2 separate regions of the Mus musculus genome follow, and region 1 is linked to region 2. Evidence: chromatin contacts called from public promoter capture Hi-C data. All regions are on one chromosome and are shown on one strand. The core of a region is the stretch at or near the end of the contact, and the rest is flanking DNA. Distances in the headings are between cores, read along the strand shown.

Evidence for each region. Promoter capture Hi-C pulls out the DNA fragments that hold promoters and counts their contacts.
Region 1: a promoter capture Hi-C map of maxillary cranial neural crest shows a contact between it and region 2, with 4 times the contacts expected there. A contact is called at or near these places in 11 of 39 promoter capture datasets (cranial neural crest, embryonic stem cells, frontonasal cranial neural crest and 6 more), 6 of 484 Hi-C or Micro-C datasets (Th1 cells, embryonic stem cells, nephron progenitors and 1 more), 5 of 130 datasets of targeted methods (the NIH/3T3 cell line, bone marrow-derived macrophages, craniofacial prominence and 2 more) and 3 of 9 other capture datasets (adipose tissue, liver and pancreatic islet).

What each region holds. Positions count from the first base shown.
Region 1 is chr19:4,512,180-4,517,350 of GRCm38.p6, reverse strand. It overlaps a transcript of Pcx not described here. Among named protein-coding and RNA genes, the nearest start is that of 2010003K11Rik, 16 kb to the right of the region's middle.
Region 2 is chr19:4,708,232-4,713,521 of GRCm38.p6, reverse strand. It overlaps Sptbn2 (spectrin beta, non-erythrocytic 2), which reads right to left and starts at 2,314. Exons shown (of 37, transcript NM_021287.2): 1 at 1,878-2,314.

The sequences.
Region 1 (5,171 bases), core at 196-2,695, 200 kb after region 2:
CGCAGAACAAGCTTTGACAAAGCAAATGACCTGGGAGTGGTCCCTTCTCGGCAACTAACTTTCTCTTCTAACTGATAGATTTGTCATCTGTAAAAGATGACAGCCTTAAAAAGCAACAGCATCAGCATCCTGGATTCTGCTCATGAACCTTCTGTGGGCTTTATCTTCTTCCGTACCTTGGCCCTATACTAATAATTAGTACACAGAGCCAGAAAACATAAGTGAATGGTGGATAGGCCATCAGCTTTTTCGCCATGGACTTTGTAAGGAGAATGTGTGGTAGAGTTAAAGACACCTACTACTGACCTAAGACAAGAAAGACAAGAGGAATGTGGAAGATCTCAAAAGTAACCAACTCTAGACTGGAGAAATGGGTCAGCAGCTAAGAGCACTGGATGCTCTTCCAGAGGACTCACGTTTGGTTCCCAATACCCACACACAACCATCTGTAACTAGTTCCAGAAAGCACCTTCACCTTCTTCTGGACTCCTCAGGTACTGTAATGCATGTGGTGCATAGGCAAAACACCCATACACATAAAAGACCTTGACAGAGAGAGAGAGAGAGAGAGAGAGAGAGAGAGAGAGAGAGAGAGAGAGAGAGAACAGGAACTCATGGGTCAAGAAGAGCATCCTGAGAAAATTCTTTGCACAATTAGTTAAAAAAAAAAAAAAAAAAACAACAAGAAAAATCCCTGTACAAAGAAATCTCTACCCCACAATAAACATGTGCTCTGGAGAAACAACAACAAAGTCCCCAGGGTCCCTAGCTGTGAAGCAGGGAGAGCAGCTCAGAGAGAGGGAAAGAGTATCTCTTCTTACAAACTGGAGAGAGACTGGACTGGAGAGAGATGTTGGCCCAAACCATTGCATTAGAACTCAGACTGAGCAGACACACACGGATCTCCCAGTGACCTGCAACCCAGAGAAGCCCCAAGGGAGAAGTGTTTAAGAGTGGCAGGTTTACTGGGCATGGTGGTACATGCCTTTACTCAGGAGGCAGAAATAGGAGACATTCTGTGTTCAAGGCTAGCCTGGTCTACAGAGCGGGTTCCAGGTCAGCCTGGACCACATGAAGAAACGGTCTCAAAAACAAAAGTGGCAAGTTTTAGAGGACAGTGCTGCTGAATGCTCTGTAGGCAGGAAAAGGGACAATTCTTTTACTCCTTGTTCTCTGGCTGCCAGACATCAGAGAAATGCATCAAGTATTTTTTACAATTAGATGACACAATCTCCTTTCATGTCACAGCTGACCATCTCCAGGCTGTCAGCAGCCAGTGCTCTTAACAGCCGAGTGCCACTGCCAAATGCCTGTCTCTGAACTTGGGGTCTTCTCAAAGGCTGCACAGAAGGGATGCTTCCTGTAGGTCAGCACCACTATCCCCTGCCCAGCTTCCCAAGACACACCCTCCCAGAAAAAGGGCCTCCTGCTGCAGCTGGCCAGCTGCCAACTGGAGCTTACAAAGAACCAGATGTCACCTTCCTGTGAAAACCCAGAAAAATGCAGAGATCAAGATGAAGTGGAGATTTTCCAAAAGCTAAGCCTGTGCCTTTTTGTACTGACTGAACTTAAAAGATGGCATGCGCACATTAGGACTACAGTATCTTAAGAAACTCCCATGTGACCCATTGACAGGCCTGGGCTCAGGCTCAGAACTCACCATTAGTGTTGTCAGCTCTCCAGAAGGTAGATGTTAGCTAAAGTAAAAGAGAAAAAAAAAAAGGTTGTTATCCTCATTTCTCCAGACACTCCCCAGAGAACCCAGGAATGTCAGAAACACCGGGAGTGTACAGAACTGCTTGTTCTATAAGGGTCATAATGCCCCTGCTGCCTGCACCCCACATCTTACTGCTCTGCCACCCAGTCATCTATAAAATGTGGGGCAATAGCAATAACTGAGAAGAAAGACAGAGGGTTAGAATCTGTGATCTTTCTGCCTCAAACTCCAGAAGTAGCTAGAGTTACACATAAGCCTGTATAGGGGTAGAAGAATCACAAATTCAAAACCTATGTCTCCAAATAAAAGGTAAAAGGGGACTAGAAACAGGGATCAACAGTAAAAAAAAAAAAAGTATTTGTTCTTGCAGAGGGTCCAGGTACAGTTCTCACAAGCACATGACCACTCAAAACCTTCTGTAATTCTAGTTCCAGGGGATATGATACCTGGGCTGCATGAACACTACATACATACATACATTCACACATGCAGTTAAAACACCCATACACATAAAATAAAGGTATGTATATAAACAAGACTGGGATATAGCTCAGTGATACAGCAGTTGACTAGTATCCATGGGACGCTAGGCTCAATCAGTCCCCAGCACTAAAAGAGGAAACAGGCATGCTCTCATGAGGGCCAACATGCAATAACCATTTAAGTAAAACGCCCGACTGGAACCACTATGAAAGAACAAAACTCACAAGGCTGTCTCCTCCAAAGTGCTTTTTCTTCCCTCCCTCCTCCCTCCAGCTCCAGATGTACTTTCTCTAGGCAGCAGCACCTACTCTTCAAGAGCTACCTGCACTCCTGATTCTCAGATGCTGGCCTATCTCACTGTGCAACTTGACACTAATGAAGTACAGGCCTACGTGACCTGCCATGCATCTTCTCTTCACACCCCCCCCCTCTTATCCTCTCTTGCTGAGGCCCCTCCTTGCCATATTTAAGAGGACACCTCAATATTTAAGGACCCCCACCCCAGGAACACACAAGGAGTATATAGCTACTTTGGATACTCTGTAGGCTACTTCTTTTCTAAAGACCACTTGTGAGCTACTCAGGCCACTGATCAAAAAAAAAAAAAAAAAAACACACACACAGCAAAGTGGGAGACAGACCAGCAAGCTCACTTGTCTACAGAAAGCCAGTTGTCATAATAGATTATGTCAAAATGAAACAGAATGTTTAGGACATTTACTTCAATAAAACATTTACTGAGTACTGCTTTACATAGAGATCTATGCCAAAAGGCACTGCCAAAAAGCGCCAATAAACTGTTACAAACCAACTTTAGAAGACAAATACGGGATAAAACATGAGAAGCAGCTAGCAGGACCTGAACCCAGGGCTAATTCCAGCCATGCCATTTCTACTTGTATGACTTTGAATGAGTTGTCTCACCTCTTTGTACGCAAAGTCCCTATCACAGAGTGGCAGTACACACATACACACCAACACAGACGTGAACACACAAATACACACATGTTGGCTTTTATAATTAATAACATCATCATCATATTAAAATAGAGAGCCATAGCCAACTGAATAGATTGGCAAGCTTAATACAGGAAAGCCACTAGTTTTGAAGAATAGTTCAAATTTTGACAGAACAAGAAGAAAGGCCCTGAAGAAAACAAGGTCACTAGAAATAAGCAGAGGACAGACACTAAAAAACAGCTTGATGAAAGTGAATAGTCTCAAAGGCAGATAAGAAGTGACCTTGAGTTCAAGAGGTCAAGGGTAAGACAACATTAAAGTCTTGTTTCGTTGAACAGTGTAAGAAGGAAACAGGGTTTCACTGTATAGTTGAGAATATTGGCCTCAGATTTTCAACCCTCCTGCCTCACCTCCTGAGTGCTGGGACTGCAAGCTCAGGCCATAATGTCCAGCCACTTGGGAAGCCAGCTGAGGCAAACTTCCCATTCAATAAGCAAATAGTTTATTCTCTTTGCCAATTTCCCATCTTTCACTTTCAGGTCCTCCTTCCTGGCAGGTAGCCACGGGCTCAGGTGAGGTCCCAGCAAATGAGCAGATGCAAGTTCTGCAGAGGATGCCTCTGGACAAGAAATCAGCCCCGAGGCACTTTCTCCACACAACTGCCTCTAACCCTCAGGAGCAGCCTGCACTTCAGTCTCAGACACTAGTTCTATCTCTCTACACAACTCAACACTAACGTAGCAGCAGCCAGGCACTTCCAGAGCACAAAAAGTAGGGGCTCATTCAAAAGAGGTAACATGCTAGCAGAGGCAACAAAAGAGAAGACCCACAAGAATTTTCTAGAAGTAGTGTGACCTGAATGAGGCATCTGGCTCAGACAGAAAAGTATTCCAGAAAGATGAGACTCCCTCCTAATGACCACGGCCATTGCCCCAGACTGACTTCTTTCTGTCTCCCCCAGCTTCTGCCCTACTAGCCTCACTGGTTTTCACCCTGAGCTTTTCAAATTTATCCAAACATTTATTAAGCACTATCTTGTTCCCATGACAGTGTTAGGGACACAAATGATGATAATGTGGAATTTGGGAGGACATGCACCCAGCACACAGCATTTGGGATAGTGCAAGAGAAAAGCAGGAGGGAACTGGGTGTGCACCTATACCAGAGCTTGTGAAGTAGAGGCAGAAGGATGAGAGCTGAAGGTCAGCCTCAGTTACATAAAAACTCTTCTTTAAAAAAATGGGCTGGAGAGATGGCTCAGCAGTTAAAAGAACTGACTGCTCTTCCAGAGATCCTGAGTTCAATTCCCAGCAGCCACATGGTGGCTCTCAACCATCTGATGCCCTGAGGACTACGACAGTGTACTCACATACATAAAAAATAGACAAAATTAAAAAAAAATCTCTGCATGGTGGCACATGTCTTTCTTCTTCTTCTTCTTCTTCTTCTTCTTCTTCTTCTTCTTCTTGGAAAAGCAATGTTTTTTTCTTTTTTTAATTCTTGGAGATTATAATTACATTTCTCCCATTTCCTCCCTCCAAACCTTTTCATATGCCCTTCCCAGACTTCTTCAAATTCAAGGCCTCTTTTTTCATATAGATAGATTAGATATAGGTAGATATTCCTAACTATAGCCTCCTCCATCCACATTATGTTGCTTGTATGTATGTTTCCAGGGATGATAGATATAGGTAGATATTCCTAACTATAGCCTCCTCCATCCACATTATGTTGCTTGTATGTACGTTTCCAGGGATGATCATTTAGCATTGAAAAACCAATTGGTGTGCTCTTCCCTGGGGACGACTCCTTCTCCCACTGCCAGCTTTCCTGAGCTACCTATAATTCTCTGTGCAGGGTTGGAGCCTTGTGGATCCCCCTATCCCCATTTAGTTTAGTATGTCCATTGGTGTCACTCTTGATCAAATCACATTTAGACACCCATGTTGGTGAGATTTTATAGGTACAGCTTCTAACATTAATTATAAGGAGACACAATCTTGTAGCAAAC
Region 2 (5,290 bases), core at 1,065-3,564:
TAGAATGTGCTGTTTAGGCTGAGCATGGTGTTGCACACGTTACCTCCGCACCCAAACCACTGGCAGGAAAATTACCTGGTCTAAAAATAAATAAATAAATGAAAAATCCTTTACCGGGGCATAATTATTCAGACTCACTTCCCCTCGGTTGCCACCCCCGTCCTAAGCTTGAGCTGACATCAGTTTCCTTACCGGAAAAGTCTAAGCTCCATCTTAGCTTTTCCTTCACCCCCTCCCTCCATCCTGTGCTCCTCTCAACATGCCGAGAGGGCTGCCCGGTGCTCAAGCTGAGATGTACACGTACACATATGAAACTCACTCTTCTCTCCTCACCTTAAAGAGAAACTGGGTAGCGGATATCTACTGACAATACCTACAAACACAGGCTCTTAAAATTGGAATTGTAATGGGGGAAGACAGCTGAGAAACAGCCCACGGAGAAATCAAACCTGCATCTCAGACAAGCATGCAGTGTCATGCATGGGCTCCTGGGGTGCAGGAGGCTGGAGCCAAAGTAGATGGTGTTTATGGAATGTGGAGCTAGAATTGGAACCCCAGTCAGGCAGCCTTGCTGGGTAGTTGTGTGACAGGCAGAATCCACAGGCCTGTAAATGTACAGGGGCTCCAGAAACACCTTACACAACACTTCCTCACTGCCCGAAGAGGTTTTATCCTCTCAAGCAGCTACAGCCATTTCCACCAACCGTGTCCACTTCTCTTATCAATGAGAGCCCTAAAAGGAAGCATGGAGCTATAGCTACCACAGTGGGGAGGAAAAGCCCACGCAGCACCATAGCCAACAAGCTGCGGAGCTAGATGAAGCTGGGTATTCACAGGCCCCAGGCAGACCTAGTGCGTCCCCAGTCCCACTACCAGCACTGGCCGGTCCGCCGCAGGAACCGACGCACCGCTAAAAACATGCGCTGCCAGAAGCGCTCCGAGCCCAGGCGACCCCGATCCATCAGCGCGTCTGTCAGCCCAACTCTTCCAGACTCTTCTCTGCGCTCCATAGAGGTCCGCGTGCCCCAAGCCTCGGCCCCCAGAATCTTCACAGCGATACCTGGGTGTCCCGCACAGGACCCGGGAACTCGGCGTCGCATCCTCCCTCCTGAGCTCCCCAGGACCGACCCCGCCGCCTGCACGCGGCCGCACAAAGCGCGCCTCCTTGCCGGCCGGGACAAAGCGGGCCGGGGCGCCGGCTGCACCTACCTGGGTGCGGAGCGCCTGCCGGGCACGGGGAGCGCGGCTAGTGGGGGCACACTTGTCGCCGCGCCCACAGCCCGGTCGCGAGGGGTGGTTGCGGGAGGTTACTGGCGGCGGTGGCGGGGCGGCCCAGGGCGCACGGCAGGAGGGCGCTGTCACAGGGCGCGAGCGGCGCGGGGGGCGCGCGGGGCCGGCGGCCGCGGGGCGCGTGGCGGCTGCGCGCGGGCGCGAGCGGCGGGACTGCGGCGCCGCGGAAGGAGGACAATAGCCTCCCCCTGCCGCAGGCCGTCGGCTCCCGCGGGAGGCCCGGGACCATCTGGAGCTCGCGGCCCCGCGGGGCTTGGGGCGGGGCGCGAGTCATCCCCCTCCCCACCCGGCGTCATGGCAACCGCGGCCCCTCTAGGTTCCTGCAGTAGTTCTCCGGTAGGGGGTCTCTGACCTTCCCCGGGGCAAACGCAGGACGTTCGCTCCTTCGCCAGTTCCCGACCCCCCACTGTCTTCCGCGTGGATGCCCCGATTGACCCCCACCTTCCGGTCCTCGCCAGCCCCGCGACACCCTTGGGCGTCTGGGTACCACCCACAGTTAACCAGGCTTATTCTTCCCAGTTTGGAATTCCACCTTTGTCTCTGTCGCGCCTTTGCCTGGATGCGCAACCCCTTTAAATGTCACTTACCTCCGAGGTTTCCCCGAGATGCGGCCTCCGTTTCCTTTTCAAAGGTCCCTTTTGGGGCACCTCCAGGCCATCTCGCTTAAGCGTTTCTCTCTGCCTTGCCCCCTTTCTCTCGTCCTCCTTCTGGCAGGTAGGCTGGCCCGCTTTCCAAAAGCATCTCCATGGTGCTCCTGGAGATTCGCCTTCTCACAAATCAGATTCTCGGAACCGTCATCACAGCGGCTCCTCAGCTCCTCTCATTTATCAACCAGGAGAATTCCGGCCTAGTCACTGTCTTAAGGGGGTTGGGGGCAGGGATGGACATTTCTAGTCCTAGCACGGCCGGGTTTCTTCCTGGTTTATTAGCAGCTGAGTGGTCTACGGTTTAATGGCATTAACCAAGGTGAGCTGCTATCTGCCTAGGAGAGGAAGGAAATATGCCCAAATCAGAGCAAATGCACAGAGTGGGTGCTAGCAGTGGGTGCTAAAAGTGCGTTATGTCATGTGACACTCCCACCCCCACTCCAGCTCTGAAAGTACTGTTCCTCCAGATTGGAGAGCTAACTAAGCTCAGGGAGGTACCAGAAGGGAGAAAAAAAAAAAAAAAAAAAAAAAAAGATGGATTTTTGTAGCAAGCCTTTGGGTTCTATACTCCTGAGAAGAGCTAGGCCCTTTCATACACTAGGAATGCCTGAGATGGACAAGAAAGGACCACAAAAAGAATGTTCTTTCAGTGAATTATTGAGCTTAGGGTATTAAAATAGCTTTATCGTTAACTAAATTTTACCATTTTGCTTCTTTCTGGGAAGGTATGCATATCTAAAACAGCTACATGTAATCACACTACTTTTCAGGTATGATTTTCACAGAGTAAGATCACTGTGTTCAATGTAGTTTTAAAAAATCTGTAAAGTAAAACAAAACCTTGCTACCACCACCAAACAGTTGCATTGTTTTATCCATCTGGCCCTGGTTTTCCTCGTGTATAAAGTGGGTTGGGGAGGGACTGGGGAGTTTTGTTAAACTGCTAATCAGATCTGAGATTCTATCATTAAACGGGAATTTAGCCTTCTGTAAACTGTATTTCAGGGTGTTTATGATTTTTAAAAAGTCACTTATGTAGAATGTGCTACGCCTTTAATCCCAGAGTTCAGAAAGAGGCAGAGACAGGCAAATCCTGAGTTCAAAGCCAGCCTGCTCTACATGGGAATTCCAGGCCAGCCAAGAATTTGTAATTACAAACAAAACAAAAAAACTACCTCACTCCATCCAGCAGTGTAAACATGAGCTTCTCCTGACCCCAGAGCCGGAGTAGTCAGGATGTTCAGGACTAGGCCAAGCTGTACATGATAGTCGTCATGGAAACATGGCCAGGAGACATTAAAACTGATGATGAGATGGGAATCAGCTCAGCATCAGGCAAACTGCAAACCTTTCGTTTCTGTGGCTCAGGATTCTGGGAACTGAGGGTCTCAGAGACAGCCTGTTAGGTTGTGGTTAGAGTAGGCAAGGGTGATATTAGGTCTTGTGATTGACCAAAAGAATAGTGTTTTTAAATTAATTCTTCATTCCAGTATTGCACAATCTTTTGAAAAACCTTAAAAGCATTCTAATTTTCACTCTTATTAATAATCAAAATGATATTCAGACACCTAAGTGGAAGTCCAAATTAACCAAGTTAACTTACGGCAGAGACTCCTTATCTTGTGATTCTTAGTCTGTTCAGAGAAAGAGTAGGGCAGAAGAATTAAAAGTATAGATTTGGGGTCTGGGGTAGCCCAGTGGTCGATCAGTGGCCTTGCACAAGGCCTTGAGTTCAATCCCTAGTACCAGGGGCAGCATTGGCCTTGGAGTTGGATGCCCTGAGGTTAATATCTACTTGGGAACTGTGAGTGCTGGTTCACACAATTAAGCCAAGCACCCAGTAGGCTGAAGCTTGAAGGTTAGAGGATCAGCCTGGACTACAAAGTGAGACTTGTCTCCAAACAAACCAACAAACCTGGTTTTGTAGCATGTCCTTAAATCTGTACTTAGGGGGGCTGGTGAGATGGCTCAGCAGGTAAGAGCACCCGACTGCTTTTCCAAAGGTCCGGAGTTCAAATCCCAGCAACCACCAGGTAAGAGCACCCGACTGCTTTTCCAAAGGTCCGGAGTTCAAATCCCAGCAACCACATGGTGGCTCACAACCATCCATAATGAGATCTGACGCCCTCTTCTGGAGTGTCTGAAGACAGCTACAGTGTACTTACATATAATAAATAATAAATAAATCTTTAAAAAAAACCTGTACTTAGCTCCTTTGTGATGGAGCTTCCTCGCCTATGCGAAGTGAGGGTCAGGTGAATGACTGCAGGTAAAGCACCAGAGCAGCACCCCGCCCACAGCGAGCACTCAGTCCACGGCACCAGAACAGCACCCTGCCCACAGTGAGCACTCAGTCCACGGCACCAGAACAGCACTCCGCCCACAGCGAGCACTCAGTCCACGGCACCAGAACAGCACCCCGCCCACAGCGAGCACTCAGTCCACGGCACCAGAACAGCACCCCGCCCACAGCGAGCACTCAGTCCACGGCAGCCATTGTTTTACCAGACTCCGACTTTACTGTACTGTTTCCCAATTTGGAAAGGAAGCATGCTCAGTAAACAGAATGCTGAGATCACTTGTCTCAGCTCTGCGACTGGGTTGCTTTGGAAACTTGTTCTTTTTCTCTGTAGTGAATCAGTACAGTCAATGACAAAGAGAACCTCTGCTTCCTTTTCCTGTGAGTTGCCAAAGTGAATGGAATGATATCCCCCTAGCGTGCTGAGCTGCTCAAAGGATTCAAGGTTCCTGCTTAGGCTAGCCACAGCTCAGGGGAAGGTCTTGGCTAGACTGTCATGCCTCGAGTTAAAGCTGGATTTTCAGTTCTGTATTACTCTTCAGCTCTATTCTTCCCTCTCATGATTCTTCTGGCCCCTGTTCTAAATCTCATCCCCCCACCCCCACCCTCATGGCCCTCACTCCTGGTGAGCTCATAAACACATTTAAGGCGAGCTTAAAAGGCAGGCAATGCAGGGACGTGGTGGCGCACGCCTTTGATCCCAGCACTCGGGAGGCAGAGGCAGGCGGATTTCTGAGTTTGAGGCAGGCCTGGTCTACAAAGTGAGTTCCAGGACAGCCAGGGCTACACAGAGAAACCCTGTCTCAAAAAACAAAAAAACAAAAAAAAAACAAAAAAAAAAAAAGAGAAAGAAAGAAAGAAAGAAAGAAAGAAAGAAAGAAAGAAAGAAAGAAAGAAAGAAAGAAAAAAAGAAAGAAGGAAAGAAGGAAAGAAAGGAAAAAGCAGGCAATGTTGATGGCCTGTCCGTGTTGCGTGTTGGCACCATCCACCTTCTCCCACTCTGTCTCCTTCCCTTGGTTGGAACTGAACCCATGGCCTTGTGCTTGCTTGCAGC